Regions from separate parts of the Mus musculus genome. Here all the other regions are linked to region 1. A link is a contact called in public HiChIP or PLAC-seq data. All regions are on one chromosome and are shown on one strand. Each heading gives the region's core, a stretch centred on a gene start, on an enhancer-like site or on the middle of the called end of the contact. The rest is flanking DNA. Distances are from core to core; before and after follow the strand shown. Region 1 overlaps Rbm47 (RNA binding motif protein 47). Region 2 overlaps Apbb2 (amyloid beta (A4) precursor protein-binding, family B, member 2). Region 3 overlaps Apbb2 (amyloid beta (A4) precursor protein-binding, family B, member 2). Region 4 overlaps Apbb2 (amyloid beta (A4) precursor protein-binding, family B, member 2).

Region 1 (3,551 bases), core at 318-2,817:
CAGGTCACCACACACTGTGCGGGTGGCAGGAGTGGGGCCAGAGAGAGAAGAGCTGGGTCCACGGAGGCGGAAAGTCCACACGTCAGCTCTTCTCCTAGCCAGATAGGTGGTCATATCGTTTATTTCAACGTTCTCATTTAACATCGCAAGACTAAAGCTAATGGTAGACATGGAGTTTATTTGAGAAAGGAGTTTTTTAAAAGATGTGTTGAATTATAAATTGTGTTTACAGGTGTGTTGGGGGTGTGGGGGTTGCACCAGTGTCAAGGTGCCTACGGAGGCCAGAAGAGGATGCCCTGGAGCTGGCACTACAGGTTGTGGTGAGCACCCATGAAAGGGTACCAACTAAACTCGGGAAAAGAACCACTGACCAATCTCTCCAGGCCAAGAAAGTGGGGGGGTGGGGGTGGGTTCTTTTCTTTTTTCTTTTCTTTTTAACTGTACAATTACAAGATGTTGCCGCTGTGGTTGTCCATAAAGTTAAAGATATTCAAGGCCAGCTGGTGATTTTTTTTTTTAAAGTAGTGTCCTATGAAAGGCTCTCTACCAGTAGTGAGGAAAACGAACTCTGACTGCACAGAAAGCAGGAACCCTTGCTCTTTCTAGAAGCGATGTGAGATATTCAGTTGAGACACTCTCAGGGTAGTTTCACGGATGCCCCTGGGGAGAGAGTGGACCATGCAGCCATCGGGCCTCACTGACAAGATCTCACACACACAGCTCCGTCACACACCAAGGCCAAGTTTAGAACAGAGTCCCTCTCATTCACAGCTAGGAGGAAGTACTGTGAAGACACACGCTGTCTTTTATTATTCCGAGAAGGGACCTTCTGGACAAGACGTGCAGCTTTTTTCCCCAGAACGTTCCTTTCCCTGAACTCCTCTTCCCAAGGTGTCCCCTTGAGCCTGAGCCCCGTTGTAAGGACTTCCTCTGGTTCTATTTAAAACAGGGACCTTTGACTCCCAGGAAATCAGTAACTCAGCCTTAATTCACTTAGCTCTCTTACGATGACAGTTATTCTTTATCCAAGCATAGCAAAGCTTGAACTTAGGAAAAAACTTGAAGGCTGCTGAATACGGGGCTGAGAATCTCTGTAGTTAGTGAGGAAGAATCAGTTTCGAGCAAGGGCTGGTGACATGACTCAGTCAACCCTGAGATCAAGTCCTTGGACCCCTGTGGAGGAAGAAGTGAACCTATTCAAATTGCCCTCTGAGCTTTACACACACAGGTGCTGGGGCATGTGTCTGCCCCCCCCCCCCCCCCGAAATAAATGAATACAGTAAAAAAAAAAAATCTCAAAGAAAAAAATCATAAGTAAAACAAACAAGTTAGAGCCCAGAAAGTCTTATCTTCAAAACAGATGAATTACAAAAGAGAGAAAGCTCAAGCCAATGGCTGGCTTTCTAACAGAGGATCGCCTCTTCCCGGTACTCTGTAAGGCTGACTGGGGCTGGGGTGTACAGCTCAGAAGCCGTCCCTTGCCAAGCACGAAGGAAGCCCTGATTCAACTGTTAGCACTGAAACGAGTGAGGGAGAGACTCTTAGGAAATCGCGGTGGCAGAGCCCCAACAGCCTTCTCTAGAACAAGATTGCTCCCTAGTGTGGTAAATGCTTTTCACCTTGAGTCAGGCTCCACTGTAACCTGGCAAAGCTTCTCGGGCCGGGCTCCTCATACAAGACAGCTGCAGTTGCTCCTGAGACAACTGCTTCCGTTAAATAAATGGCTCACGCAGAGTGCTTAGCAAACACACTCCCTCAAAGTGGTCCTCCCTCTGCCCTCTCAGGTGATAACATTTCTATCCCACCCTTTGTGAGGTCACCCAACTTTGTGAAGAGCTGACACACGGAGGCATGACTTTTTTTAAGCTCACGCTCATAGTTTTAACTCCTGAAATAATTTTTTTTTTTAAAATGTGGTCTATTCCTACAAAGCAAAACTAGGCAGCAAAGGAGCTAATAAATTAGAGCCTGGGCAAATATCACAGATATAAGCGCCAAGAGAGTAACACCAGAAGTGTATAGACTGCAAGACTCCGTATTTATTAAGATCCATGCCAGCCAAAGCTGGACTATGATGACAGATAATTGTTAACGCAGGACTGGGAGGAGGAAGCACAAGAAGTAATGTTGAAGAACTGAAAAATGGAACCAGGCAAAGGGCAAACACCTGGAGTCCCTGAATTGGGGACTGAGGAAGACTGCCACAGGTTCAAAGCCAGCCTGTGCACACAGTGAGACCCTCCCTCAAAACAATGCCATAAAAAGAACTGAGAGATGAGAACACATCCCAGAATGAGCTTTTAATAAACAGTTAAAGGATGGGTGGATGGACAGATGGATAGATAGATGGATGGATAAGTGGAGGGATGGATAGGTCTGACAACCCAGAAATGTTAGTGAACGATAACAGACAATATTAAGTGGTGAGGGTTTAATGATGTTCTGATCTACAGATATAGCAACACACCACTGGGTGCTATGTTCCCTTAGCAGAATAACTGTAGGCTTCCCCCTAGTGACCTTGACCTATCTAGTCTCAGGTTCTTAACTACTTTTCCAGTGTGTGGTGTGGGTTCCATCTCATGGGGTGGGACTAAATACAATCAAAAGGTGGTTGGTTACTCATTCCTACAATCCCAGTACTTGGGAAGCTTAGGAGGGAGGGTCAATGGAGTTGGAAGTGAGCCTAGGCTGCCCAGCCATTTCTAGGCCAACTGGAGCTCGTTCAAAACAAACAAACTGATGGGTGTGGTATCACACACCTTTAATCCCATCATTTCAGAGGCAGAGGCAGGTGGGTCTCCGTGAGTTCGGGGCCAGTCTAATCTATACAGTAAACTCCAAGCGAGCCATAGATATATACAGCGAGATAACACTTATAAAAGAAAGGTAGAAGCCCCGCTTGGAGGCACATACCTACAATTGTCCTGGAACTTGCTCTGTATAGACCAGAGGCTGAGGTAGGAGTTCAAGGTCAGCCTCAGCTACAGAGACTGTCTCAAAAGAACAAAACAAACAAAAGAAAAATCCAAACACTACCAATCTTTTGTAGAGAGAGCAGCTCCTCATAGCCAACTTGACATAAAAGCACTCTCACCCCATTTAATAAAAGCAAAATTTGTCAATCAACAAACTGTGGTAAAACAGTAAACACCCCTAATGGGGTGTAAAATAACCTCTGGTGATCTTATACCCACACATCTATCTGGGGGACTGAGATCTAGAAAAATTGAAAGGAAGCCACTTCTCCATGAGACAAGAGCTCAAAGTCTCTAGGAACAGAAGACCCCTTTCCCAGAGCCTTTCTGCTCCCCCATCACATTTCAGATTTGACGAATATTAACTACCTCCTTCAGAGAGTCTGGTGTGAGTACACAGAGTCCTCCTCTGACCCAAGGTCTCTATTTTGGACTTAGAGGGAACTTCAGATGGTCTAACTGCACGTGTTGTGCAATCCTGTGCACCTTTGTGACAGGCCAATGTTTTGAAAAAACAGGGTTTCTCTGTATAGCCTCGGTTGTCCTGGAACTTGCTCTGTATAGACCAGACTG
Region 2 (3,551 bases), core at 622-3,121, 450 kb after region 1:
TCACCGACACGTGTTGTATTGTTTATACTTTATTACAGTCTTGTGTCCTTACACTCAGCACAAGGTCTTCCAGAAGGAAAAAGGCAGGGGATGCATCCGACCCATCTCCGTGCTCTCTCAGAACCTAGCGGCAGTAATAACTCAGGCGCATTGATTTCTGCTTTGAGGTGTCACCCAGAGACCATCTTTCTTTCTGCTCTTCATCCTCGCTCAGCCAATAGTCTCCTTCCTCTTTGCTCTTCACACATTTCTACTGCAGTATATGTTGAGTGGCTGGCCCTGGCTGTGGGGCACGTAGTAGGCACTTTAAAATGTTTATGAATGAAATGACTGCCTGTGAGACAGCCAAGTTTCTCTCTAAAGCAACTTGTTTGTTTGTTTTAATGACTTTACTTTTATCTTCGTCACATACTGAAGGCTATCTCAAGAAACAGTGACAGAGAACATAAAGACCTGAGCACCGAATTTGGCTGTCGGGGTCTCTATTCATCTGCTTCCCTAGGTGATGAATTCTAGAGCGGCACCCCCAAATTTTAGTGACATGTAAACACAATGCAGTCAAGTTAGGATTCAGAGTGTCTGTGTTAGAATCCAAGACTGCATTTCTTTTTGTTTGGTTGGGTTTTTTTTTGTTTGTTTGTTTGTTTATTTTGTTCTGCTTAAAAAAAAAAAAAAAAAGACTGCATTTCTAACAACCTCCCAAGACGCGCTAATGCTATTGAGCATGACCTGGAGTCTAAGAAGGCAGCACACAGATTAAAAAATGTTAATGTCATTGTCTCTGGATTCCTTCTCCTGCTCTTCTAGAATTTTCAAGTAACTCTGTGATGACTTGTGCTACCGGAAATAAAATATTTAAACGCTAAACATACACATGCCAGAGCAAAAGTTGTATGTTTGGACATTTCCATTCAGCAAGGCAACCTCTTTATTTAAGGATGTTAAAAAGACTAAAGAGACAATATTGATATATTTAGTAATTCCCCTCTCTTCTCATTTGAACAGGGAAAGTAAAAGAAAACAGTAATTACCCTCAACATACAGAGTTACGGTGTACAAGCATTGCTTTTCTTGGGTTCCCTGGGAAGAGAGAGATAACAGGAGAATCCACTCAGTTGGAATACAATAAGGAAAGACAATGGAAATTAAGGACAGAAAAGAAAGCAGCCAGGTGCTATGCTGAGCCTCTTCCAAGTGAGTCAACAGAACCCCACGGCAGTAGAAACAAAGCGTTCTTCTCACAGTGAGCTGAGTTCTGCAACAAGACTCCATGGGGTAAATTAAGGAAGAGTTCGCTGCACATCTGCACAGAAGAAAGAGGGAAATGTTCCTAAGAGTGCCACTCCTCTCTGTAGTGCGACCAAAGCATTTCATAGGGAACCATGCCAAAGTGTGCAGCCCTCTCCTGGGGTCCCAGCGGGAGCTTCTTACAGTCTGTGGGTTGTAGCCCAGGCAGCCCCAGCGGGTAGGCATCCCCCGACAGCTACTCCAGACACTTTCAGATTTCAGGTGTCTATGGTCCAGCAAGAGCTAGAGCGGGAAGAAGCCCTAGCGGCTCACAGTATACCAGGGACTCTTCGAGTTAAAAGCAAAGCACCCTAGTCAGCTCTTAACTCTCTTCTCACTTCCAGGTAAGGCTACCACGCAGGCTTTGTGTATTCAAACTAGGATTCCACCCACAGTCCTCTCTTTACTTTATTTTTTTTTATTTTTATTTTATTTTAATTTTTTTTTTTTTTTTTGGCCTTAAAGGAAAATTGTGAAACTCGCTGTGAAACTCCACCCTAAGGATTAAAACCAAGACTTATATAAGGCTTGCAAATGCAGCGGAGCCACAAATCATGTCTGTGGTGTCTACTCAGTGCTATTCAGGATGTGGTTTCCTATCTGGGAAGCTGAGACCCAGGGGACGTGGGCTCAACAGAAAACAATGCGTCACTGTACACCGAATTCTGAGTCTGGCTTCTTATCTAAAATAAGGAAGCATTTGTCGAGCTGGGCAAATGTGATCACTTGAGATTTCAAAACCAGCTTCAGGCATCACCCCGAGAGGGGGAAAGTCAGGATTCATTTGGACTTTACCCATTTATTTTATTGAAATGTGCATTGTTTTTTGTTTGTTTGTTTGTTTGGTTGGTTGGTTGGTTTTTGTTTTTTTTTTTTTTTTAAATCACACTACAATAGAGAGGGGTGGTGCGAGGGACTGCCACAACCTCCCTATGCTCCGGAGCCTCAGGCCTTCCTTGCTATCTCACTTGCAAGCTAAACAGACGTCAGTGCTGATGAGAAAGCACAATGAGACACACGGTCCTCTGCCCAGATTCTAATTTAAAATTATTTCAAGATATTAAAAGAGATTATATTTGGCGACTCTCACTATGAACAAATACTAAGTAGCATTTAGGAGCCAGCATTAATGTTGTTGGGAATGATAATGGTACTGTTTCTAAATAATGCTGTTTCTTTATTTTGGATGTTGTAGATGTATAATTTGCTTCAAAACAGCTTGTCAAAACTATAATGATGTGTGTGTGTATACATATATATATATTTATATTTATATATTTGTATTTAGCTCAGGAAAATAGGGAAGAATACTAATAACGATGGAAATAAGATGGGGGTTATCCAGGGAAACTTCCTTGCTTTTCCTATGTTGCTGTGTGTCAAGCAAGAGTTGTTTCATGTGAGGAGAGAAAGCAGGAAGTGAAACAGGGCAGATCTGACTTGCAGTCAAACCTAGAGACATGTGAACAGAGCAGGGACTTGCTGTCAGTCCACAAATTCACAACACATGTGCCACAGTACTGTAAGATGTTAATAACAGGGGGACCGAGGCAGAGAACTACACGGGAACTCTCTGCGCTGCCTCCCTCCTTTCTGTAAACCTAAAAGTCCATTTCTAAAAGACTAAAAAGAAGGAATACAGATCTGCTTGTGGGTTGGCTTTGTTTTTGGAAACAGGGGTCTCACACAGCTAAAAGCAAATAGGGAAGAATGGAAACAATGCAGAGAGGACGACTGGCTGGGAAATTGCCGCCATTCTTCTTTGTATGTCATGCAACATCTGTTCCATGTGATGGCAGAAGAAGGTTCAGGCCAGCCTTCAACTCCTGATCCTTTTGCCTGGGACTCTGAGGTGATGGGGCTAGAGACAAGTTCCACCACACCCGTGGGGTCAATATTCTTGCTGTTGTCATAAATTACCTCTTAAGACTTATTACATAACAGCCAGTCATTTTAGCAAATGGTTTGAATAAGAACACAGGAATGGGGGGTGTATCTGGGGAGCACACTTCTCCTAGGCTCTTCGGTGGAATGTATGATGTGGAGTTTCCAAACTTACTCTTCCCTACCTTGCTAACCCTCCCCTCACAGAACCTTCAGACACTTCAGGCTTCAAGCCCTCCAGTGATTTCACTAGGATCCTGGTCTCCTCCTCTACATCAAGTGGCAGAGAGACTATAGGAACTCTAACAGCAAAATGAACAGACCACCCCAAGTCCCCAGGTCTGTGATCTCAAGCCTAGAACTTCAAGAATCTAAATGTT
Region 3 (3,551 bases), core at 274-2,773, 320 kb after region 1:
AACGATCTCCAAACTGTAAGGAAGCTCGCTCGCTTGCAGTCCTAAACTTTTGTGCCATCAACCGATTTGGCGCTTAGTGATCTGATTTTTTCTTTTCAAGCCAGCTCACGAGAGAGAGAGAGCTCAATGAAAACACGCATCCCTGGCACAACATATTACAAGTTACTTCTCTCTCTTAACATTCTGGTTCCCCCCCCCCCCCATGCTTTGAAATTAGTTGAAATAGATTCTATTTAGGGATCAAAGAGATGGAGCTGGCGAAATAATCATTTCTCTTCCGCTGTCATCAGCACCTGGGACGGCGGTTATTAAGTAGTCATTTTCTGGCTGGCTTTGCATGTGATATGGAGAGCCCTTCCTGTGAGATGACGAGATCTGAGAGACTCTATTTCCTAACAGAGTGTGTCAAGTCTGGGAGTGGAAGCAGGGGGTCCACAGATCAAAGTTCAAGTTCGATTCTGCCATACACTGGCTCTGTGATCTTGTGAAGACCACTTAGCTTTTTTTCGTGTGTGTCAAAATGGGAGAGGCAACTAACCTCGGTAACAGGTGTGTGTTTTGTGGGACTACTGAGACAAGACGCTGGCCTGGCCAAAAACTCCGAAGAACAAAGAAGATGAGATAAGTCCTTTGGAGCTGAGGAAGGGGCCCTGAACAATGAGTAGGATAGGAAGCAGGCACGGAGATGGAAGAGAACAGACAAGAGGCCCCAAGATCCCAGGGCTGGGGGAGGCCCTCTCCTACCTGAGTTTTACCCAGTACCAGCTGCCCATCTCTGCTGCATTCCTCCTAAGACATTTGCAGAAAACACCAAAACAAGACTCTGCTATATTGAGCAAAGAAATACAAAGAGAAGCTACACAAGCTCAGAGTCCCCTCCTTGGACTCCACCAGGGAGGCACAAGAAAGACTCGATCTCTTCTAAGTGTGGGGGATGTGAGACACCTGGACTAGGGAGTGGGTCTCAAATTAGTCCAACCTCCTGACTTCAGGGACAACAGGAGGCAGAGGACATTGGACACCTAGAGCCAGGGGCACTGAGATAATCCTGGCCAAGGATTCAGAGGCCCTGGGTACTGCTGTGTGTCATTGATAGCCCTGTGCCTTGGATTTTCTATCTATGATGCACTTTCCTGGTTGTAGGTCATCTACTGTTGAACACAACTGGACAGTTAGGATAGAGGAACACAGTATACCAGGAGGATATAACAGAGGCGGATACTGGCTGGCTCTGCACTGGGGACGCCATCTGTAGCATAAGATATAAGTCCAGGATATGTCTGAGATGGGCTGGGGACAGACTCCTTCATAACAAACTTGTTGAAGGCTAGAGCTGCACTAGTTTATTTTTATCCCAAGTACACATACTACAAGGTTAATAAATCACTGACTAGAAGTTGCTCTGGATGTACAACTATTAGGCTTCAGTGAGAAGCTATCAAAACCATCTAGGGCTAAGCCGCAATATCCTACGTGGTTAAGTGGTAATGAATCAACATGTCAGATGACCAGGGCAAAGTCCAAACCAGCCAAGGCTCTCATCTACCAAAGAGGGTATAGCTAGCTCCAACCCATCTCTCTAAAGGTGGAGAAGTGGGGCTGTGGCTATGCAAATACAGAAGAGTGGGGCCGGTTAGGGGTAAAGTTCAAATGCACCAATTTCTCAAATGCAGAGAAAGTGGGCTTTAAACATTAAGGAACAAAGGATTTATCATCAAAGAAAAAGTAGAGGGAAGGCAGAAAAGATAGGCTGCTAGAGAAGCCACTGACATAAATAAATAAATAAATAGGCCGTCACTTGGCTGTGACCTTTCCCAATGATAATTCTCTTGAGTGTGCTGTTGCTAGGCTTGACAAATATTTGCCTCAGGGTGAATGAACACCACAATGAAATTTTTTAAGGCCTCAATTCTTTGTTTAAACATCCCAATTTCTTCCTCAGGGATGCCCGGAATTTATGTGGCTAATTATTTCTAAAATAATGTCACTTCTGCTAAATAAACACATCTCCTTTTTTTTTTTTCTCCTTAAATAGGAATTAAGCATCTAAGTGCTCTCAAGGGTTATTTCTGTAAGACATCTTCTGCATGCTAGCAAATGAACCCAAGGCTAATAAGATACATGATAATTATAACACGTCTGGCTAAGAGACGTTCTTCTACGCGTAAATATTTCATGGATCCAGCACCATGCGATGGTGCCTGCAGAGTAAATTACTGTCTCCACGAGCCCTGGGGAAACTTAGCCCCTTCCCATTAATCAGCTCCTCTAGGTTTTTGTACCTAGAATGGTGTTTCAAGAAATCAGGATCCATTAAAAGGAGAAATAGACATTAGCACTATTTATGAAGAGGAAGCACTACTGAGCTCTTACATCCAACATGGGTGGCCATCACAAGGCTTACCCCAGTGGGGCGGAGGATGCTGGCCTGAAAGGAAACTGAGCTACATCTAGTGAACATGTAAAAAGACAGTCCACTTTACCTCATTCTCTGGGGTGGGCGATGGCGTTACAGAACTAAGTGACCCTTTCCTAGAGCCGTGGAGATCTGCTGGGATGGAGACAGGCCGTTCCCATTGAGTCGTCCCTGTTGGGATGTGCCAGTAATAGGTCCCGGCAATGTCATTGACTCTCTTCCAGCCCGGCGGCAAATCGGGATCTGTCTGAAATGAGTGATCACTCCAGATATCTGCTGGGAGATGGAGAGAGAGAGAGAAAAAAAAAACCACACTATTAAAGGAGAAAAAGAAAACTTCCAACAGCCAGGCAAACCCGACACCCAGAAATGTCTGCACTGAACTGAGAAGAACCTACCATATAAAATGTGGTGAAAGGGGTAATTGAGAGGAGACAGAACTGGAAAGACTGGTGGCCATCTCTGGTATAATGACCTTATTTTCAAGTCACCCCATACCTCCAAGAACCTCAAGCTAAAGCTCCATGAATCATAACCAAACGTGAAGACAAATTCCAATTGTTTACGTACAGAGCCTGCCGGATCCCGCTGTCAATCAGACTGACTGACTGGCATTATACATCCTTCCTGGCTATAAGTCTAAGTTTCTGTAACCGCTTTCTATAGATAAAGCACTGGTTTGCATCCAGACACCCACAGAGGAGCAGTGTCTTTTTGAGGACTCCAGGACTCTGCACTGCACACTTTTAGGAAGAACAAGCTGAAATAAATAGCTGTGGAATTCAACAAAAGGCCAGACTGGCTTCAAAACTGGGTCAGTAATGTAAACACATGGAAGAAGGTGGGAGTGAGAGGCTATACAGAATGGTGGAGAGTGTGGCAAATGGGCAACCATCTGCAGAGTCCAAAGACATTCAAATCCAATCAATAGCCCTTAAGCAAAGTAGGTGCCAAATAAAATTCACACTCTGGACAATTTCTCAGTTTACTGAGGAGTTATTTGCTTTAAAACCTTTTTCTTCCTACTCTTGAGTTGAACCTACTAAGGGAAAAACAGCACAAAAGAAAAGAAGCAGGGTGAGAATTTCAGAGGTGGAAGGATCATGAAGTCCCAGAGTAACTGTATCTGTGAGGG
Region 4 (3,551 bases), core at 517-3,016, 300 kb after region 1:
CCAAGAGCCCAGAGTTGAATACAGGATCAGTGTCCCATACAAGCCCCCTTGAGACTGTCTTTCACACCTCAGCAATAGCCCCACACAAGGGGCAGGCTGAGCTGACAGAAGAATTAAAACCCTCCTTCTCCTATGCAGGTGCTTGGCAGAAAGGAGGAACATGCAAAGTGGAGAAGGCTTTAACAGGAGAGAAAGATGAGGCCCAAGGAGTTGGCAGAGCTTCAGGGATGGCCAGTGGATGCCCACAGGACAGGGCCCTGAGATTCAAGTCTGTATTGCTGGATTCCAGCTGTATGGTTATCCCGGCTCCTGACCTAGTCACAGAGATCAGCCCTCTAGAGACGTCAATTCCTAAGGTTGGAGTCAGGTGGGAAAGGAGTATATACATATGAATATGAAGGACTTTTAAAAGATCTAACCAGCTCAAAGAGGGCCAGAACGATGCCCATCTACAGTATATTCATTCTATTTGATCTTCTCTGTTTTGTGATGCTTTCTCAAGAGATAAGAAAGTGGGGGATGGGGTAGAACAGGATCACCCTCTGTCTGGTTGTGAACACCTGTAATCCCAGCACTTGACCCAGGGGGATTACAGGTCCAAGATCAGCCTGAGCTACACAGTGACTCCTTGTCTCCCTGTCTCAAACAATACAATAAAACCAGCCAGCGCTTTGCTTTGCTCTTCTTCATACCATTACCGAGGGACTGCAGCAGCTCCGGTTTCTATTCTGAGCCAGATCTTTTGATTGTCCAGTAAACAAAAGGCCTTAACGCAACACAACCTCCACAACACTGAGAAGGCGCTGGCCGTTCAAGTTCAAATACCCTGGTGGGATGTGGCCTCCATTGTTGGGATGTCATGAGCCAACGGCGGTTACTCCAGGCAGGAATGAATGCACACCACTGTCACCACGGTCATGCTCCTAAATGAAATCAGGCTTTGTGACTGTTTGGAAACAGCGAAATGCTTTTCAACTCCGGGACGTTGTGGGTCCTGTGGGGACAGGTGTCTGGGGGATCCCTTGAGTGGAGTTTGACCCAGTTTCCCTCTTGAAGGGAAAAAAGTCATTGGCCTGGTGAATTATTCATTCACTATGGCAGTGACCTTGGCCAGGGAGGCCCCAGAACACATTCAGCATTGGCCTCAGCAAATGTATCAGCTGCTTCTACTGCCTCCACAGGCTGTCAACAACGTGATGGGTGCTCAGGCAGAAACCACCACTCAGGGGCCTTCTGGGACACCGGGCCCACTAGTGCTCTTCCTGCTTCCTGAGCAAGACAGTCCTATTGTGAAAGTTTGTGCTCTACTCATATTTGCCTGGCCCATCTATGAAGGTCATGTTCATGAAGCATGTATACCGTGCCACTTGGTAAGGGGTGACACACATGGAAATATCTCCAGTATCCACCCACAACTATCTATGGCATTATTGGGAAGGTGCTTCCTAGTCTGCATCAACTCTGCCTATACACCATTGAAAGGCCCAGCCCGTGGTGGCTGTTGCTGAGCCGACGAGTGGGTTGAACCATCCCGTCAGAAACAAGTCATAGAAACTTAAAAGAACGTGCCAGAATGCCAACTTGTTAATTTACACAGGGAAATGCAAGTGCCACCCTGGTTCAATGCAAGCACAGGCTGAGGAGAAAGTTTGCCCTCTGTTGCAAGTCCACTCTGGTTTCTGATCGGCCGCTCATAGTAAGCTGAGCAGCAGAGGTGCATGCAGAAGTGCCCGTGCCGGCATTTTACCAGGCAGGATGTTGGGAGATTCTCCCCTGGTGCCAGAGACAGGCCTCAGGGGTGTGATGTGGTATAAGCATACTTGCTTGTATTAGTCACTGCCTGTCTAGGAACCAGCCTGGCATTGAGCCCTATTAATTAATAGAAAATTTGAACAGAGGTATGCTTACTTTAGATATGGAGTGTAATGTTTCAAAAATGTTCATGGAATAGACTCTGTGTGTATGTGTATATGTGTGTGTGTAAGCACAAGCTTGTATGTATATTACAAAGTCCATCATCTTATTGGCAGAGATAGTTTATTAGGGGCTTATTCTGTGCCACTTACAGATCACAGCCCAAGTTTATAGCATTCAGCAAAATATGTTCTCATACCACCAGCTCAGGTGCTGCATTTCTTGTTTTCGGAATGAAAGGTAGAGGCACAGAGCAAATGGCTGAACTGTCTAAGGTGACACAGTAAGCAAGCAGCTGAGCTTCATCTCTTACGGGGTGTGAGGCACCACGATCTGGGACTTCACAGGACAGGAAAACCGCCACCATGAAACTGAACAAGGGACCTGCAGCTTCATCTAAGACACATGGAAATATCACGGCAAGAATGAGTAGACCTCGCTGGGGGTCGGGGACTGCTACTTGCTGCCTGTACCCTCATTGTGCTCACTGCCCTTCATTTCCCCGCTTGCATCACTGGAGGGAAGCCACTGCCTCTGCAGGTGCTATGGAGGATTAAACTGGTGCATCTCTAAGCAGAGGCCTAGTACTACCTTTAGGATGGAAGAGCAGCAATGTTCACTGGGTCAGCTCTGAAGCCACGACGCTCAGATATAATCCCTAGCACTCTACTTAATTCCCCAGTGACATAGGACCAGTTACTGAGCTGCCCTGTGCCTCTGTTCCCTACACCAACAGAGACAACAGCAGCACTTTGGTTCTGGGGAACACTAAGAGTCTGAAGACTCGCGCCAAACATACAAAGCACTGCAGGCGATCGAGGGGCGTGCTCAGTGTGCTAGCTTTGATGAGCACTAGCTTCAAATGACCGACGGAATGAGCCACACCAGCTGGCATGGAGGTCATCTAAAAGGACTCATCCGGCCACTCACATAGCCTGTGGTCGGGGTTAAGTGTGATGATGCTCAATTCCAAGTGCTCAGATGTAGATCAGGAGAGTGGCTCTTCCCTCGGGCAGTCACTGCTCAGTTCCCAACAGCATCCTTATCTGACTCTTTAGGACAGTGGTTCCCAACCCTCCTAATGCTGTGACCCTTTAATACAGTTCCTCATGTTGTGGTGACCCACCCACCCCGGCCATAAAATTATTTTTGTTGCTACTTCATTAGAAATCTGCCAAGGGGGTCTCGACTCACAGGCTGAGAATCACTACTTTAAACATGCCCTCTGCAATAGCTGGTGGGCTCTACAAACAGGTCTGGAAATTGGAACTCATAGGGAAGGGCCCTGGGATATTATGGCAGAGGGGCATCCTGAGGTCTCCCTGTATCTGGAGTCCTTTAAGTGAGCATCTAGTGGATTCCTGGTCTACACACTGGGTATCCAGAATCCTGTCCTGGGACTGAGTCCCAAGCACTGCATAGGTCTTATTTCCTCGATGGGAAATGGACATGCACTGCTCTAATGACACTTCCTCCACCTCTCATGGTCAATACTGACTGGGATGCTCATGCTGCAAGGCTCCACTCACCAGTGGCCACTGAACAAGCTTTGGGAGAGGACAATTTAAACAATTCCTGCCCACCCAAGCCATATGGGCCAAGTCTAGAACTCAACAGTACTTTGTTTAACTGTTCAA

What was found. HiChIP or PLAC-seq counts read pairs in DNA pulled down with a chosen protein or histone mark.
Region 2: a contact with region 1 is called in an HNF4G HiChIP or PLAC-seq map of pancreatic cancer cells. The contact joins two enhancer-like sites. A contact is called at or near these places in 2 of 115 datasets of contacts at active chromatin or transcription factors (bone marrow-derived macrophages and pancreatic cancer cells).
Region 3: an HNF4G HiChIP or PLAC-seq map of pancreatic cancer cells shows a contact between it and region 1. The contact joins two enhancer-like sites. A contact is called at or near these places in 5 of 484 Hi-C or Micro-C datasets (the C10 cell line, the N1E-115 cell line, differentiating spermatogonia and 2 more) and 1 of 115 datasets of contacts at active chromatin or transcription factors (pancreatic cancer cells).
Region 4: an HNF4G HiChIP or PLAC-seq map of pancreatic cancer cells shows a contact between it and region 1. The contact joins two enhancer-like sites. A contact is called at or near these places in 10 of 484 Hi-C or Micro-C datasets (the C10 cell line, the HL-1 cell line, the N1E-115 cell line and 6 more) and 1 of 115 datasets of contacts at active chromatin or transcription factors (pancreatic cancer cells).

Annotation. Positions count from the first base shown.
Region 1 is chr5:66,076,099-66,079,649 of GRCm38.p6, forward strand. The region is part of intron 3 of Rbm47 (RNA binding motif protein 47); the gene reads right to left. Among named protein-coding and RNA genes, the nearest start is that of Gm40310, 67 kb to the left of the region's middle. Within about 2 kb of position 1,568, at least 85 of the 459 cell types and tissues checked have an H3K27ac peak or open chromatin away from gene starts, as enhancers often do. A contact at or near this core is called in bone marrow-derived macrophages and pancreatic cancer cells, where this site is marked.
Region 2 is chr5:66,522,445-66,525,995 of GRCm38.p6, forward strand. The region is part of intron 2 of Apbb2 (amyloid beta (A4) precursor protein-binding, family B, member 2); the gene reads right to left. Gm52775 (a long non-coding RNA gene) reads left to right here. Exons shown (of 4, transcript XR_003955743.1): 4 at 1-3,551. Among named protein-coding and RNA genes, the nearest start is that of Gm52775, 21 kb to the left of the region's middle. Within about 2 kb of position 1,872, at least 120 of the 459 cell types and tissues checked have an H3K27ac peak or open chromatin away from gene starts, as enhancers often do. A contact at or near this core is called in bone marrow-derived macrophages and pancreatic cancer cells, where this site is marked.
Region 3 is chr5:66,397,593-66,401,143 of GRCm38.p6, forward strand. Apbb2 (amyloid beta (A4) precursor protein-binding, family B, member 2) reads right to left here. Exons shown (of 17, transcript NM_001201413.1): 6 at 2,484-2,689. Among named protein-coding and RNA genes, the nearest start is that of Gm52775, 100 kb to the right of the region's middle. Within about 2 kb of position 1,524, at least 22 of the 459 cell types and tissues checked have an H3K27ac peak or open chromatin away from gene starts, as enhancers often do. A contact at or near this core is called in pancreatic cancer cells, where this site is marked.
Region 4 is chr5:66,372,820-66,376,370 of GRCm38.p6, forward strand. All of the region lies in intron 9 of Apbb2 (amyloid beta (A4) precursor protein-binding, family B, member 2), which reads right to left. Among named protein-coding and RNA genes, the nearest start is that of Nsun7, 110 kb to the left of the region's middle. Within about 2 kb of position 1,767, at least 32 of the 459 cell types and tissues checked have an H3K27ac peak or open chromatin away from gene starts, as enhancers often do. A contact at or near this core is called in pancreatic cancer cells, where this site is marked.